Regions from separate parts of the Mus musculus genome. Here all the other regions are linked to region 1. Evidence: chromatin contacts called from public capture Hi-C and promoter capture Hi-C data. All regions are on one chromosome and are shown on one strand. Each heading gives the region's core, a stretch centred on a gene start, on an enhancer-like site or on the middle of the called end of the contact. The rest is flanking DNA. Distances are from core to core; before and after follow the strand shown. Region 1 holds the start of A730060N03Rik (a long non-coding RNA gene). Region 2 holds the start of Elfn2 (leucine rich repeat and fibronectin type III, extracellular 2). Region 3 holds the start of 1700041B01Rik (a long non-coding RNA gene).

Region 1 (3,726 bases), core at 763-3,262:
AAAAAAAATCAATCTCATTTATGAATGACAAGGGAAACTTGGAAAGATCCACAACTCACTTTTCCTGAAAACATTTTTACCTTTGAGATGAGTATCATGTCCCGAACCCCAGTTACCAGCCACCCTTTTCTCATCCTTTCACAAGAATCATCTTCCCAAAATGTCTACTTGTAGAAGCAAGATGTAGAATTTCACAGAAAAACTACAGAGAGTCACAGAGAAAGCTATACACAACCCCTGTTAGCCAGAAAGAAAGATCAAGAGGAAATAAGGCAGGAGATGCGTCTATCCAGACAGTAAAATAAAACAACCTCCCCTCCCCAGAAAGTGTGGAACCCATGAATAGGGGAGGAAGAACAACACATAGAAACTATGTTTGTAATTACCCATCCAGGATCTCTTCCAGGAGAAGCAGCTGATTGAAGTTTTGTGGGAATCTGACTGTGATGGGAGGACTGTATTTGAAGCTCTGGGCACGTAGAGATGGAATGAGAAGGAGGCTGAACTGGAAGAAACACCAAGGGGGGAGGGAAGAGGAGAGAGAGAGAGAGAGAGAGAGAGAGAGAGAGAGAGAGAGAGAGAGATCGCCAGCTACGCCTTCCTCCCAGCTCCAGGAGGCCCCGGCCAGCGCTCATTCCGGAACTGTGGAACAGGAGTCCGGGAGGCCAGGCAGCCCTGCGCTTGGCCCTGGCCTGGCCCGTCCGCGGACGACAGAGGCCCCGTGGCCAGGGCCCCACTCCTGGCCGGCTACAGAGCGCAGGGAGCGCACAGAGTGGGGGAGTTGTCCAGTTCAGCACCACGGCGACGCAGTAGGTGGGCGCTCCTGCTCCGAGAGCTGTCCAGTCCAGCACCGCGGCGATGCTGTAGGTGAGAGCGCCCGGTCGTGGGGAGCTGTCCACTTCAGCACTACGGCGATGCAGTAAGTGGACGAGCCCGGCCGGGGTGAGCTGTCCGTTTCAGCACCACGGCGATGCTGTAGCTGGGAGCGCCTGGCCCGGGGCTGCGCGGCCGTGAGCGGGGGAGGCGGGCGGGCCTGCCTGCTGCAAGACGCCGGCTAGCGCGCCCCATCGCTCGCTCGCTCGCTGGCTTCCGAGGAGCTTTGCGGATCGGGGGAGGGAACCCCGCCTCGATTCTCCGGGAGAAACCCCCTCCCTCCCCCACTTCGCCGACACTACCCCCGCCGCCAACAACAATAACCGCGGCTGCTCGTCCTGCCGCCACCGCGCCCGCCAACCCTGCTGCCGCTGCCGCTGCCGCCGCCGCCGCCGTTACCGCCGCCGGGGCACAACCATGGGAGGCGAGACCCCCTCACCGGTGCAGCTGAGCTCGAGGGCTTGCAGAAGACTGGGCAGTCTCCTCTGAAACGGAGGCGCCTCGAGGACCCCCTCCCTCCCCAAGGAAGAGAACTGGCGAAGCCACGGATTTTCATGGCGCAGGCCGCAGAGCCGCGAACGAAGACCGAAGGTTGCTTCCCAGCTCTTCCAGTCTCTAACTGTCTAGGTCCGGACCATGAGAGATGGTGTTGAGAATTCGGCTGTACCCTGGCGCGCTGTGGAAGCCATCTCCAAATTAGCGATCACATATGGAAACTGGAGACCAGAATTTTAGGAAAAGAGATTAAGGCATCTCACTTGGGGGGGTGGGGGGGTGTCTTTTTATTTATTTTCCCTTTTTTTAAAAAAATCGCTGCAACTGGAACAGTTTTTTGATCTCAAAAGGCAAGCCTCTCTTCCCGTGTGATCTTTATAATTTACACACTTTTCCGTGAGCTTTCTTATCTCCCTTTTTTTATATCTCTCCATATTCTCTATTCACACATATATCCATTATATTAGTAGTGGAATTACCAATCGCACCCTCACACACACGCTCCTGAGAACCAGAAGTCGGTTGGGTGTTTATATAATGAAGAATTATGGGGCTGTTTGATCGAGGTGTTCAAATGCTTTTAACCACCGTTGGTGCTTTCGCTGCCTTCAGCTTGATGACCATCGCTGTGGGAACCGACTATTGGCTGTACTCCAGAGGGGTTTGCAAGACCAAAAGTGTCAGTGAGAATGAAACCAGCAAGAAGAACGAGGAAGTTATGACCCATTCCGGATTATGGAGAACCTGCTGCCTCGAAGGTATTTGATTTCCAACCTCCTCCCCCTTCCCACGCCGCCCCTCCCCTCCACACCCCCCCCCCCGCCTCCAAATAAGTCCCCTCCACATTCCACCATTTTCCCACTTCACTCCCTCCGCCGCTGCCGCTGCAGATCAAGGTTGACTGGGTTAGTTTCAGAGGAAAGAAAATCAATAAGCAGAACCCACACTCTCTACTCTTTGGCTTCCACCCCGTCCTCCCAAACCTCCTCATTGGAATGATCTATGGTATGGTGAAAACAGGAAATTGTCTGTAGAGTTCAGATGTGCTCTGGATGCTTTGGAGTCCTTAGGGTTTGCCTTTGGGTCTGGCTTTGCCACCTATGAGGAGGGAAAAATAATTGCTTCCCTGTGTGCTGCTCAGCCTTTTGCAATGAAGGATTCAGAAAAAAATGCTCTTCCTCTTCTCTCGCTCCTCAAAAGTTACAGGCCCAGCACCATCTGCAAGTCTCCCTTTAAAAAAAGAAATCTGTTGTTTCTAAGAATCCTTATTTGGTAGATTCTAATTATTCTAGGAGCTCAAGCCGAGTTCAAGAGCATTTCGTAATGTCTACGAGCCCCGCGTACCATTCGAGGTGGCTGGCTGTGTGTATGTGTGTGTTTTTAACGTTTACGAAGTCTAAAATGCATGTGTCTCTCACAGGAAACAAGCCCAAGTTCTAATCAACAGCGGTCACTTGCGGGTTAGACCGAGCGCTGATTTGCTTCCACGCAGAGTGACATGTCTGTCACCCAGAAGCAAGTCGAGTCAGCACTGTGCAGGCAGGAGGCGAGGGCATGGAGAGGTTGAGGGGTGGAATGGGAAAAAATGGGGTGGGGGTGTCAGCTGTTGGTCTTGATCTTGCAGAGTCATTGGGGCATGTGCGCCGCATGTGCTGTGGGCTGAGGGGCTCCCACAATGTAAAGGCCAGGACACTAGGACATGAGGAAGGCATGTGCTTTTGGGATACATTAATAAACACAAGAGGGGGGAACTCTGCAGGTCATACAAGCTGCATTTAGCCACAGACTTTAATATGAAGGAGTGAATTTGCATAGCTATATCTGTCTGTGTGCAAAAGCCACCTATAGGAAGACAGACAGAGAGACACATATGCCCCTGTATGGAAAGAGGCTTGTATGTGTTCCACTGATGTGAACCAAGCCTGGAGGCCCTTTGAGGTGGCATCGGGAAGTGAGCACTGCAGAACTGTTTGTTAAGCTCAACATGGGATGGTGCTGCAGGGAGTTGGGGCCAGCAGATGGGGGAGAGGGCAAAACTGATGTGATCCTGGGGGGTTGGGGGGTGTCTAACCTATACTAAGCCAAACACTGGTCTGGGAAAAGAGCTCCCATCACATGCCCCCTCCCGGTGTTCTTGGTGCAAACGGTTGAGTGATGGCTGAACATGTTTTGAATAGCTAAGTGACTTCATTGAGCGATGGTCTGTTTGACGCATACTGCATTTGATACCCTTTCTCAGTCCAAGCGCTGCCTTTAACATTCTGCAGAGGTGCTCTCTGCTGAACACTCCGTGCTCCTCCTCAGCCAGAGAGTCAATATCAGGAAATTAATAGGGACCGTTTTACACACACGCATTCT
Region 2 (3,726 bases), core at 840-3,339, 600 kb before region 1:
TTAGTGACTCCTTAAATCATTTCCGCTGTGGTGGAAAGTTACATTGGACAGTGCTTGTGTAGAGAAGGCCCAATCAAGGAACCAGATGGTGTAGTCAACAATGACACCACCTCAGCCCCGGCCAATGTCATCATCTGTGTGGTGCAACAACGGAGCTCAGAGAGGGAAACTGGCAACAGCTTATCTCTACCCTGCAAGGGCCAGCCTTCAAAGCTGGAATGTGGGAACCATGGAAGCTCAAAACTACCGCTGAGTGAGTCTAGCCAGCTTTGCAGGCCCCAGGAGAAAAGAGAAGGCACCAGTAAGGAAGTGCGACCTTAACCATTTCTTACAGGCGGGAAACTGAGGCTGGGGGTGGGGGTGGGGCAAGGTGTGACTCTCACTCTGGCTGATGACCGGGACACTCATACAGATGAATCAGAGATGTTACTTTGCAATTCTATGCCTGGTGCTTCCCAGAGTCAGTGCTCAATGTCTTGGACCAGGGCTGGATTTAGTAGGCCTCTGCCAGCGCCCACCTCAGCACACGCGAGCCACAGGGAGTTTTCTGCAGTCGCGCATTTGATCCGCTAGAGGGCGCAGGGGCAGCCGTCTCTTCAACAGAAGCGAGCTTGGCGGAGGTGGGATCGGGAGATGGTGGGGTGGGGGATGGTAGGGGCGGGGGTGGGGTGTGTGCTACTGGAGCTGGACCCACCTCGGTGCCTAGCCTCGGTTAGGGAACCCTGAGTTCTTATGGTCCCTCTTCGGGGAAGGGGATTAGGTTAGTAGACAGAGGCAGCATAAGGTTTCATTGGGTCTGCAAAGAAGATCTGAAGGATGGGTAGGAAGAAATGCGCCTGCCACTCAAAAAGGTACAGGTCGGGAGGCTTAGAGGTGAGACACCCCACAGTCTCTCTAAATTGTGACATAACAGGTGGCCTGGGTCTCAGCGCTTATCTACCCTTCTGGTCCTATCCTGGGCTACTTTCCTGTCCTCGGATGACAAGAGCGAGGCGATTTTGTACAGCATTTCTTTCTGCTCTAGTGCTACCCAACTCCACGGGTCCCTCTGTACTAAGTACACCAGGATGCTTTCCGCCTCTGTGACTTTGCACATGTCGTTCCCGCAGTCTGGGATACCCTTCTCCACTTCCTTCAGCTGAGCAACTCCTACCCATCAGCTCCCATTCATCTGTCCAGACTCAGCCCAGGCCTGTTAGGAGTTCCAGCAGCCGGGCTGAGTCGCTGTGCACCACCTGAGGACAGGCTCTGGTGAATGCGGCCCGGAAAAGTGATTGCGAAGCACAAAGTCTGGCGGCGGCAGAGCTCAACTGTCTGGGTTGGCGGGTCACAACGGCTGGAGGAGACTCCTGACATCAGCCCAGACTCCCACCAGCTGCTTGTGTGCCCAGCTTCGGGTGCAGAGCCTCAACTACCGCTGCCTTGCAGGGAGACTCCCTTGCAGGTGGTGGTGGTGGTGGTGATGGTGGTGGTGTCTGTGTTTGAAGCGGAGCTTAAGCTGTGGCCAGGAAGGCCTTAGGAAGTTTCTCTTTGTGGCCACAGAGCCCAATATGCTCCCGGGGATGGGGTAAGGCAGCGAGGGGTAGCCAAATGCCTTGGTTTGGAGGCAGGGAGAATTGGGAGACTCCACGGACTCGGACTCGCTGTATAAACTTTGGGCAAGCACTCTGCTCACCCGCCTCAGCTGTCCCGCCTGCAAAATGGGAACGCAGCAGCTCCACCGCAGTGCTCTCCAGTGGTTACACGCGGAACACCGGGTCAGGGCGCAGGCGGAAAGGGGTGCTCGGGCATGGGAAGGGGGGAAGCGGGGTTGGGGATGAGATTGTCCTCGAGCAGGGCGCTGCACCCGGGGCAACTTTGCCTCCAGCTGTTGAATGAGCTGGAGGAGGCGGTGGTGGGGTGAACTGAGACATAGCCCGGAGAGAGGTGGCCGAGGTGGGGCGGGGCCGGGGGGCGCGCTCGGCGGGTGCCCGGGGCTTGGCGGTCCGCGGTGCAGCCACCTCACAGGGCGCTGCAGCTGCAGTAGCGCCAGAGCCCAGCGCGGCCCCCGCCCCGTGGCGTGTGTCTGGGAGCGCGCTTGTGGCCGTGGAAGCAGACGGCGGAGGGGCGGGAGGGTCTGCAGCGGAGAGAGGCCTGTGAAGGGATCTGGCTACAGAGCCGGACGGACCGACAGACGCAGTGATCGCCAGCCCCTGAGGTCCTCCGCCCAGCACCCGGGCCCTCTGCGGGCAGCAGCCCTACGCGGCGGGAGGCGGGGGTGGCAGTGTCTGCGCGCACACGCACGCTCACAGACACACACGCCCGGGCCACGCCACAGACACACGACACGCACAGAGCCACGGCCGGCCGCCGCGCACACTCGCACCCGCGCTCACGCTCGCTCTCCGGCGCAGGCCCCGCAGCAGCCGCTGCCGGGAGGTGGTGGCATCCCGCTCGGATCCCAGTCAGGACTGGAGGTGAGTGGATTCCTCCGGATCCGAGTGCTGCAGGCGGCTGGCGGGGACCCCGGGAATCCAGGCTGAGCTGAGGGCTCCCTGGCCGCCAGCGGGGGTGGGGCTTGGAAAGGGACCTGGGAGGGGAGGATGAGGCAGGGAGAGCCACTCTTCTTGGTTCTTCTTGGTCTGGGGATCCCCCATAAGACCCCCAAGGGACCACCCTGCGCAAGGTGGTGGGGGAGAGGCTGGGCGGAGGCGTGGTGGGAGGGCAGGGAGGACGAGCGTCGAGGTGAACATTTTCGCGGTGGTGATGCAGAAGCTTGAGCAGGGTTTTGCTAGCCAGTACCACGCCGCACCTCTCTGGCCCCCATTTTGGCGAACCAGAGCTCCGGCCCGCTTTTCACTGAGTCGTGGCGGGTCAAGGAATTCATCTCACTGGTAAGGGGGGCTTCACAGGGTGGCTAGATCTCTAGCCCAGGGGGAAGGGACCGGCTTTCGACTTGCCCCCTATCTCTCAGGGGCACTGTGAATGTAGTAGGGGGACCAGAGTTAGGGTATGCTGGGACCCTTGCAAGGACTTGGATTTTTTTCCCCTCGGCAGGGCTGGTGTGGGACAGAAGCACCAGCATAAACGGACAGACTGCAGCTCTGACTGAGCCCCACCATTGCCTAGTGGTGTGTGTGTGTGTGTGTGTGTGTGTGTGTACTGCTACTGGCTAGGAGGGGGTAGAGGGTGGGTGTGTTGGCTGGTGGGGTGGTATATGCATGTGGAAAGGATGTGTATTGACTCAGGATAGACCCCCATTGCCACACAGACACACACACAATCTGTGGCTCAGCAGGGCTTCCTTGGAATATTTGGAGGGGAGAGAGCTTGTATGTGTCTGTGTGTCTGTATGTGCCTGTGTGCGTCTCTCTCTCTCTCTCTCTCTCTCTCTCTCTCTCTCCCTCTCTCTCTCTCTCTCTCTCTCTCTGAATCTGCGTACTTGGGGAGATTGTGTGGAGGAGGATAGAGGCTGCCAGGCCTCGGTGTGTCAGGCATGACCAAGGAGAATGAGCCGGGGACACTGCTCAGAATCTCAGCCAGATCTGGATACATGTGGTACTTAAGGGTACTTCCCAGGGCTCTGGACTCTTCTTACCCTGCAGCTGGCTCCTTGTTGAGAGATACAGGTGTTGAACTGGGGTGTGTGTGTGCGCCTGTGTGTGCTGAGTGCGCGTGCATGTGTGTGCGCGCGTGCTCCTGTGTCCGGCTGCGGATGTCACTGTCAGCAGGCCAGGCTGTGGGAGG
Region 3 (3,726 bases), core at 502-3,001, 550 kb before region 1:
ACCCGACCCCCACGGGACTGGCTAAGAGCGACTCCAAGTACATTGAGAAAGGCAGCCCCCTCAACAGCCCGCTGGACAGGCTTCCCCTGGTGCCCACGGGCAGCAGCGGGAGCAGTGGTGGGGGTGGTGGCATCCACCACCTGGAGGTGAAGCCGGCCTACCACTGCAGCGAGCACCGGCACAGCTTCCCCGCTCTCTACTACGAGGAGGGCGCCGACAGCCTGAGCCAGCGTGTGTCCTTCCTCAAGCCACTGACCCGCTCTAAGCGAGACTCCACCTATTCGCAGCTCTCCCCCAGACATTACTACTCAGGGTACTCCTCCAGCCCCGAGTACTCGTCTGAGAGCACACATAAGATCTGGGAGCGCTTCCGGCCCTACAAGAAACACCATCGCGAGGAGGTATACATGGCTGCCGGCCACGCCCTGCGTAAGAAGGTCCAGTTCGCGAAGGATGAGGACCTGCATGACATCCTTGATTACTGGAAGGGGGTCTCAGCCCAGCAGAAGCTGTGACCCTCTCCTCCCCCACCGGTGAGGTGATGGGGAGGAGGGCAAGGGGACTTGGGGGAAGGGCCCCCCAACAGGGTGGCCGGGAGACGGGAGACAGGCCAAGGAGCCTGGGGCCGAGGGGCCCGGGCCTAGGAGTGGACGCACACGCACACACGCACACACGCACCCACACACACACACTTGACCACCACCTGACTGTGAAGTAACCAACACCCAATAATAGCGGACAGGAAAACAAACATTTTCCTTAAAGTTTACAACCTGCTACTGACACCAGTTGTCTCTACTGTGCTGCCCAAGGGACTTCTTGCTGGGCTGGGGAAAGAGGCCAGAGAGGGTGTGGGGGGCCTGAGACTCAGGCGGGTTTTGGTGGCAAAAGAGATTTGGGTAGAGGTCAACCACAGGCCTCTTGTTCAGAGAGGCTATCCTCCAAGCTTGGGAACATTTCCCTTGGAGACGTGGCAACATGTGGACATTGGGCATCCTCTCCTCCCACTACGGATGGCCCAGAGAGAGGAAAAGAAGCCCTAGGGGTCTCTCACCCAACAGGTTACAGCTCTGTCTCCCAGCTTCCTGGCCCAGTGCTGGCCCCGCCTCCAGCTGCTCCTCTGGGCTCCGCCCCCATTCATCTGCTACTCCTTCCAAAGTTGTGGTCTCAGGGGTCTAGGGACTGAAGCAGGCAGGTGCTCTTTAGAAAGTCCATGGGCATCTACAAGGTGAAAGGCTATGGTCCCTAGCCCTGGGAGGCCAAGAGTAAGCAATGTCCTGCTAACCAGACAGAAGCAGAGGCAAAGGGTGCCACCAGCCCCCTTCAAGTGTCTTCCAAGTAGCCCTGGGGAGCTGCCTGGGTGTGGGGTGGTGGGTAGACCTGCTCCCCACTGGTATCTCAGGTGTAGGCCCCCATGCCACAGCCCCTAGTTTCTCTGGGTCTCCGGGACTCCTACCCACCACAGAGAGGCAACAGTGAATGACAAGGCCTGGGGCCAGTGTGGAGATGATGTAGAATGTGGGGATCTCTCCCTGCACCCTGCACCCCACTTGTCTGGCTCCTGCTGTGTGCAGCATCTCGGCCTGCCCAGGAGGGCATCTGCCCCACCCCACCCTGTCTTATCCCCTGGCTTAGAGGGACTCCCATATTTCCATGGAAATGGCCACCATCCTCTTTATGACCCACTCCCAACACCAATCAAAGCACAAACAGTGAGGTGCCTCCTACTGCCCTGGTCAGGGTGCAGGGCCAGGTTCCTGGCCCCTCCCCTTCCCTAGCTAGTCCGTTGCCATGGCAACCCAGAGCCTGGCAGTTGGTGCCCAGAGCGACTAACTGACCAACCGTTGGGCTCTCTCACTGAGTTCTCTCAGTGTGGGTGGCAGCAGAGGGGGGTAAAGGAAGCCTGGCCAGGTGGCAGCTCTCTCGAGAGCCAAGAGCTTCTGGGGACAAGCTCTGGAGTCCCGAGACTAGGCTAAGGCATTGTCCTTTGCCTTTGAGTGGGCAGTGGGCCTGTGGGGCATTGGGACAGCTGTACTGGGCAGTTCTGCCCCCTGCCTGTGTGCCCCTTAGCTTCCCATTGAGATAGGGAGGAGCCTTCTCAGCTCAACCCCAACTTCCTGAGACTCCTTCATTCCTGCTGCTCTTTTTGGCTTACATGAGATAAGAGATTTGTGACTCTTGAGTGAGGAGGATGGTGGGCGAGAGGCATCTCACTTGACCGGTGAGGGCTCTGACCAGGAAAGCTAGGGCTATCCTTGGGGGTAGGGTATGGGGAAGGACCGGGGGTGGGGAGACTTGACTGAACACCTCTATCACATCGACTTCGGGGTGGGCTGAGCCCAGGGCTCACTCAGGGGTGACATTTGCAAAAAATAAAAATAAAAAATAAAGAAAAAAAAAGACTGTTCTGGGGAGAGGAGGGGACTGGCCAGCCTGGATGTGGAGAACAGAGCTCCCTTAGCCACAAACCCCACCCCTCACCCTACCCTATACCCACTGACCACCCTGAGAATAGCAGGCAGGCCGAGAGGCTAGGGGCGTGAGCAAGCAGACCCCTGTTATCTTTGCATGACGATTTTACTGTATTTTTTCTGAGCAAACATCTGTCGTGTATGTGCCAGTTTGTCCAGACTCCCCTCCCCACCCCCATTCCCTCCATGTGATCCAAGCAGCTCTTGAAACCCAGGGAGGGCCAGCTCTGCAGAAGACCAAAACAGGTGCCGCCAACCTAGCCCTGCCCCAGACCCTCCTCCCATCTTTCTGGGCATTGGGCCCACAAGTGTTTGCCTGCCTTCCTCCATCTTTACAGACACTCCTTCCCTGTTAACCATCTCTGTCCTGAACCACTTCTGCTTGTTCTTCCTCCTCTCCACCGGGGAAAAGCAGCCTTAGAAGAGTGTTCTCAAGGCCATGTTCCTGTGGGAGGGGCTGTGGAAGGATCCACACCGGGCTGTTTCCATCTGGAAACGAAGCTGGGGCCCTCCAAAGAGGCACCCGGCCAGCCACATGGGACAGATGGAGAGGACTGTCACACTGAGTACAGGAGGCTAGGAGCTTGGAGCTTCATGGAGAGAGGCGTGGGGCCCTGCAGGAGGGGAGTGTCATGCCCAGGGAGACTCCTCACAGTGGAGTGGGCTCTGTCCCTACTTGTTTGGCCATCATTCTTGGTTGAAGGTGACTTATAAAACCTCAGATGCCACTTCAGGGGGAACTTTAAAGAGAGGGTCCATTTCAACAATGGGGACCAGGCCACAGGGACCTTTGAGACAGAGCAATGATCTAAGACATAGGTACCTCCATTGGGCAGGTCCCCCAGTTGATCTGGCCGTCCTCTAGGGCAGGCCCTAAGAGGTTTTCCCTCTGGGATGTTCTTTCTACTATCTAAAATGGCTTGTCCCTGGGCAGAAGTACAATTGTCACAAAATGCCAAATGGATTCTTATACCCTGGAGCCAAGTGAAACCCCCTGACATTGAGTTCTGGGCTGAGTCGTGGGACAGGCCATGATTAGGGGCACAGGGAGGATCCCAGGGCCTTAATGGAGTCAACCTGGGAGACATGTGGGTAGGAGGTGACAACTGGGCTTCCCTGACCTGTTAGAGAACAGCCTGTGAGGTCCCGTTTGTGGGAGCGTGTGGCCTTCCCGAAATAAGCTTAAGTCAGATGGGAAACCGCTTAGTCTTAGCAGGTTCAGGGAGCCTGGACCAGGTTCTCGAGTCTGTGGAAA

What was found. Promoter capture Hi-C pulls out the DNA fragments that hold promoters and counts their contacts. Capture Hi-C pulls out chosen DNA fragments and counts their contacts.
Region 2: a promoter capture Hi-C map of embryonic stem cells shows a contact between it and region 1, with 6 times the contacts expected there. The contact joins the promoter of Elfn2 here to the promoter of A730060N03Rik in region 1. A contact is called at or near these places in 11 of 39 promoter capture datasets (the 3T3-L1 cell line, 3T3-L1-derived adipocytes, cranial neural crest and 5 more), 1 of 484 Hi-C or Micro-C datasets (embryonic stem cells), 1 of 115 datasets of contacts at active chromatin or transcription factors (forebrain) and 1 of 9 other capture datasets (adipose tissue).
Region 3: a contact with region 1 is called in a capture Hi-C map of embryonic stem cells, with 2.9 times the contacts expected there. The contact joins the promoter of 1700041B01Rik here to the promoter of A730060N03Rik in region 1. A contact is called at or near these places in 4 of 39 promoter capture datasets (the 3T3-L1 cell line, cranial neural crest, liver and 1 more) and 1 of 9 other capture datasets (embryonic stem cells).

Annotation. Positions count from the first base shown.
Region 1 is chr15:78,117,081-78,120,806 of GRCm38.p6, reverse strand. It overlaps A730060N03Rik (a long non-coding RNA gene), which reads right to left and starts at 2,012. Exons shown (of 2, transcript XR_875456.2): 1 at 387-2,012. Cacng2 (calcium channel, voltage-dependent, gamma subunit 2) reads left to right here and starts at 1,527. Exons shown (of 4, transcript NM_007583.2): 1 at 1,527-2,126. The coding sequence starts at 1,916.
Region 2 is chr15:78,717,134-78,720,859 of GRCm38.p6, reverse strand. It overlaps Elfn2 (leucine rich repeat and fibronectin type III, extracellular 2), which reads left to right and starts at 2,089. Exons shown (of 2, transcript NM_001358692.1): 1 at 2,089-2,456.
Region 3 is chr15:78,668,663-78,672,388 of GRCm38.p6, reverse strand. It overlaps 1700041B01Rik (a long non-coding RNA gene), which reads right to left and starts at 1,751. Exons shown (of 4, transcript XR_003951540.1): 1 at 1,461-1,751; 2 at 1,055-1,182. It overlaps Elfn2 (leucine rich repeat and fibronectin type III, extracellular 2), which reads left to right. Exons shown (of 2, transcript NM_001358692.1): 2 at 1-3,726. The coding sequence ends at 515.